Linked DNA regions of Mus musculus: region 1 is linked to region 2. A link is a contact called in public promoter capture Hi-C data. All regions are on one chromosome and are shown on one strand. The core of a region is the stretch at or near the end of the contact, and the rest is flanking DNA. Distances in the headings are between cores, read along the strand shown.

Region 1 (2,700 bases), core at 47-2,546, 1.0 Mb before region 2:
CTGGATTTGATGGCAACTGTGTTTACTGCTGTAACTGGGAATTATCAACAACACACTTTAAGAACAATTATGATTATTTTCTGTTTTTTTTTTTTTTTTTCTCCTCTTTTTTGAGACAGGGTTTCTCTGTGTAACAGAATCCTGGCTGTCCTGGACTTGCTTTGTAGAGCAAGCTGGTTTCAAACACAGGGGTCCGCCTGAGGAACCACTATGATTTTTTAGGCTTAATTTTTTAGGTGATAGAGAGAACACTGTTAAAGCCATATTTGGGGGGAAGGAATTTAAGAAAAAGTGCTTAGTCCCGGGCATGCTAAATCTGAGAGATAGCTGTGGCCTTGCAATAGAGACAGCATGTCAATGACACACTGCAGTCTGAACACAAATCTGGACGTTGTTGGCATTAAGTCGATATTGAACCCGTAGGAAGAGATGAAATAAACCTGGAGGGGGGAAAAAAAGGATGTGGAGAAACAGATTTAGACGCAAACCAATAGGCATAAACGATACTAAATTGCATTTTCGGGGCGTCATTCATAGTCTATGAACAAAATGTCATTCGGCTTGGAGGTTAGCTGATTAAAGCCACCCTCGCAAAACATCCTCAATCAATACGTTTGGACAAAATAAATAAATAAATAAAGGAAATGTGAGGGTCTCCACCTGCACTCACAACTGCAGCGATTCTGCTGCAGGATTCGCTCTGGACCAGTCTGGATGGATCCCAACCTTCCACCCAGGGCCAATCCATCCAGGCCTCGGGAAACCGGAGCAGAGAGCGCGCGCGCCCGGTCGAGCCCCTCACCTTGGCTTGCTTCAGCAGCTGGATGATCTCGGCCTCCGCCTCGTCTGACGCGTCCTCTCCCGGCTGCTCGGCCGTCGCCGCGGGTCGCGAGAACCAGGCGAGAGCTGCGAGAAGCGGCTCAGAGGTCACCGGGACCGGCCCGTGCCCGCGTCCCCGCCCCCGCCGGGCCGGCCCCGCCCGGAGCGCACCGCTCACCTGCCAACAGCGGCAGCACCCCGTGCCCCCGCGCCGGCGCGCCTCGGGTCCGCAGCCGCTCCGCGCCCGTCCCCGCGTCGCCCGTCCGCTCCGGCAGCAGGCGCGCCGTACAACCCCCACACCGCCGGCCCGCGGCCCGCAGCAGGGTTCGACCCAGACGCCAGCGAAGCAACCGGAACATGCCGACGGGTCCTCCCTCAGAGATCCACTAAGCCACGGCTGGCCCGGGACGCCCCGCCAGTCCGCATGCGCGATGACGCATGCTGACGTCACGCCGTCTCGTCCCGCCCCGCCCCGCCCCCGGCCTGCAGGGCGCGTGAAGTTCGCAGCGCCCGGGAGGAGAGAAGACGGGCGGCGTGCCATGGCGGTCGCGCTCCCGGAGGTGGTGGAAGAGCTCCTGAGCGAGATGGCCGCCGCTGTGCGAGACAGCGCGAGAAGTACGGCCTGCGGGCTTTTATTCTTACCCCGCATGGTTATGTCCCTGAAGCCTGGGCCCCTTAAATCGCTTAACTAAATAGAGGGATTTGAGTGACTAGACGTCAGATCCCTGAGTGCGAGCCGGTGTGCGGGAACCCCGGTACTTAAAGAGAGCCACTGGGTACATCCAAGGAGTGGGCGAGGGCTGGGATGCGGAATGGCAGATGCGTAGACAATTTCGAGTTACTCAGAATCTTTATCCACAATCCGTGATGCAAAGTTTAAAAATAATACCCTTGTTTACTACTTTGTTTAGTAAATAGATTTTACTAAAAAACATTCAGGGAGGCAAAACCTTTAAAAAAAAATCGGGAAGTTGAAAATTACTTCTTCCCTCTGGCCTGTAGAGGTCGCCCTATGCCTGTCTCCAACAAAATGACCGACCAAGGATGATCTTTGCTTACTCACCAGAGTAGGAGGATCTACCAAAAGGGGAAAACTAGTAATGAGGATCTACTATGCAGCTCGGCTGGTAAAGAGGCTTGCCTGGCATGTAGAGAGCTGCCGTGGATTCCCCACCACCGCACAAGACTGGGCACATGGCTGTAGTCTCCGCACTTGGGAAGTGGAGACAAAAAAAAAAAAAAAAAAAAAAAAAAGAAAGAAAGAAAAAGGGAAAGTTTAAGGTCAACCTCAGCTACATAATGCTAGGCCAGACTGGGCTGCTGGAGACTTTATCTCAAAAAACTGGAGGTGGGGTGGGGGGTGCTTTTGAAGTGTAGACTAATTAAAGCACTCTCCCCAAAAATAGCCTCTCTAAATGATAGCCAAATTAGAGCACAAAACTCCTATTGTTCATTGATTGTGCTCTGTGAACTGGTTTGAGTTACTGCTTCAATGGGACTAGAAAAGTAAACGAATAGTCTCATTTTGGTCTTTTACGTAAAAGATTCAGCCAACCAGGTATTCAAACATGCTTTGACTTCAAAGAAGTTGTGGGGTGTTAGTCTGTTGTGAGGTCTTGCTTCCAGGATTTGACCACAGATGTTCTGAGATGCTGGAACGAGATGAGTTTTACAGAACAGGGCTGTTGGTTAATCCATATGCCAGTAACTGAAGGGGCCCCCTTACACAGGAGCAGACTCTCAATTCCTGTTTATTTTTCAGTAGAGCAGTTTTCAGTATTGGGTCTGGGTATTCCTTTCTAATCCCCAATCTTCCTTGGTAACCGTGCAGAATATAAGTCCAGGTTGCATGTATATGATTTTGACCATATAGAAGCTATG
Region 2 (2,700 bases), core at 19-2,518:
ATTGCAGTACTGCCCACTTCTGTGCCATTTGGAGACACTGTGACTGTCATCCTCTAGGACTAGGAGCCACCTTGTCCAAGAAATTCCTAGAGGCAGGAATATACTGACTCTCCTTCCACGATAGAAATGCCAGCACCTGCCACACTACTGAGTCCATGGGGAAACAGAAATCTTTAGTGTCCTGGTAGTCTGTCCTTCCTTCCTTCCTTACTTTCTTCCTCTGGCAGAACTTCCTGGGAGGCCAAGGAGGGAGGAGAACCTACTCTGGGCTCCTGAACTACAGAGTGTAAAACGGTAAGTACAGAGCTAAGAAGTAACAGATTCATAGTCGCCAACCAATCAAGCAAGCAGCCTATTAGAGTGCTATTGCTATATATAGTAGATATGTAGTATGGTTTGAACCACTCATTATTGGGCTCAACATATATTTTGAAGATCAAGTCAAAGAGACAGGGAACACTGTAGGAAGTATGAGTTGTTTGCTGAAGAATAATAAAAAGTTCTAATGAAATTAACTATAAGAAGTCCATTATAAGTGTAAATAGAGATTAGCATTTAAATGTGTCCTTGGGAGTCCAAGGAAAGATTGGGTGAGAGCCTTCTCTGCTCTCTACTGGTAGAATTAGATGAGTGACTGCGCGGAGAGAACTTAGTCCCAGACATTTGAATACTTTAATGGGTCAGAAAAGGGAGAAATCCAGAGATGGAAAACCTAGGGAACGCCAAGGAAGGGAAGCGGAAATGTTTCCAGAAGATGGGAAGGACAACACAAAGTGACCGCCGTCGCTGAGCAGCCCCAGATGGGTACGAAAGTCAACCATTGCTAATTAGCCTGGAGAGGAAATTTGGGAAAAAACCTTGGATGGTACGCAGTAGAGAGGATTGAAAATCAGTGTGGGCGATGACAATGCTTGTGTGTGTGTGTGTGTGTGTGTGTGTATACACTGGATTCACCTCCTTCGCGTGCGTCACCCGGCCCGCCCCACCCAGGCCCGCCCTACCCAGGCCCAGCGACTTTGCCTCTGAATCTGAGGCACTGCAGGCGAAGGGAGACTACTTCCGGCCGGGTGAGCACCCTCGGGCCTCAGTTCCTCCTCCTAGAGGACGCTTGGCTCTTTTCTGAAGCCAGAAGGACTTCTTCCGCGTCTTCGCGTGCCAAAAATTGCACCTACACACCCGGCGCCCGGGGACCGCAATCCCGCGGCTAGATTAGAGGTAAGGGGCGGGGCCTCATAGTCACGTGCAGCAGCTCAGCCAATGAGTGCGCACTTTGTCGTTAGCAGGGAAGTGCTGGGGTTTGGCCCACACCCGGGCCGGGTCTAGGCCAGTAGGCGGATAGGACCCAGCAGCGGAAAGTGGCAGTGAGCTGTGGCATCATCCATAGCAGCTCCTTACTGGTACTGTGCTCCCTCACCTGCCTCGCTCCGCGTTCTCCTCAGGCCCGGCCATGGAGCGCCAGGTCCTACGGCTTCGCCAGGCGTTCCGGTCCGGCCGATCTCGGCCGCTGCGCTTCCGATTGCAGCAGCTTGAGGCCCTGCGGAGGATGGTGCAAGAGCGCGAGAAGGAAATCTTAGCAGCCATCGCGGCAGACCTGAGCAAAGTGAGCCTCCACAGGGTGGGAGGGGCCCGATGAGCCACCTTATTCCTTCTCTGTAGCAGGTTGTTTGGTTTTGTTTATCCAGCAGTTAAGAGGAAGCAGAGTACCCTGGACTCTGGACTCTCCAGCCCCGCTTAGAGCCCAAACTGTTGTATTTGCACTCATATTGAAGTGCATACTTTACTTGGCGCCGGCAATTTCTCGTCTGCGAACGCTCTGTATAGCCTTGCCCATTTCTGCTGCGTTCATAGTCTCTTTCCTTACAATGTGCAGTTAACTCTGGATAGGCTGGATCTCAGTAGTTTGTCTGCTTGGTAGGTTTCAGCTATTTCACTCCCTGTCTTTATTTCATGACGTTAAAAGAATGGTTTCTTTTTGTTGACAGTTCTTTTTATTTCCTATAATCTTCAGCACTGAAATTCCCCATATGACTTTGTGTGACATTAATCATATACATGATTGACCTCCAGTATACAGACAATCACCCTGGGGACCTGATAAAATACAAATCCTGACTTAGTCCTCGTGAGACTGTGTCTGAGATTTCTAATGAGGGCCCAGGTGATAACATATGGCCTGTTTAGAAGCAAGCTTTGAGTACCAAGGTTTTAAGTAGTGTTCAAGGTACAACTATGGTCTGTTGTACTCTCTAGTAATATTATTTCTCCCTTTTACTTTCTATCTGTATTCCAGGCATGGTAAGACCTCTATTTTCAGATTTTCAATCAAAGACTGCTTCAAAAAGTGGTAACAGTAGTTGTAGTAGAATCTAGAAACCTTCCTTCAGAGTACTTCTGGTAAAGAGGGGCTGTGGTAATTAGTAAACAAGATAGGATAGTGAATATTAAAACTCTGTGAATCATCCACTCCTCAAACATCAGATAGTTTGTGTATGTTTGTTCATACATAGCGTTCCTGAAGAAAATATATTAAGTCCAGAATTTAAAATCTGGCTCCAAAGTAGAACATATGCAGGTGTGACTCTGGTTATAAACCAGTGCGTTAAGGATGAAGTATCAAGATGCTGCTCAAAAGCAAAGTTGCCACGGTACCTACATCGTGACTTCGGGAGGCTGTTATTAATCGGGAGGTGATGCTGAAAG

The links. Promoter capture Hi-C pulls out the DNA fragments that hold promoters and counts their contacts.
Region 1: a contact with region 2 is called in a promoter capture Hi-C map of liver, with 2.4 times the contacts expected there. The contact joins the promoter of Zswim7 here to the promoter of Aldh3a2 in region 2.

Annotation. Positions count from the first base shown.
Region 1 is chr11:62,279,991-62,282,690 of GRCm38.p6, reverse strand. Zswim7 (zinc finger SWIM-type containing 7) reads left to right here and starts at 1,296. Exons shown (of 5, transcript NM_027198.1): 1 at 1,296-1,434. The coding sequence starts at 1,359. It overlaps Ttc19 (tetratricopeptide repeat domain 19), which reads right to left and starts at 1,218. Exons shown (of 10, transcript NM_028360.2): 1 at 998-1,218; 2 at 803-906. The coding sequence starts at 1,178.
Region 2 is chr11:61,265,754-61,268,453 of GRCm38.p6, reverse strand. It overlaps Aldh3a2 (aldehyde dehydrogenase family 3, subfamily A2), which reads left to right and starts at 1,268. Exons shown (of 10, transcript NM_007437.5): 1 at 1,268-1,600. The coding sequence starts at 1,448.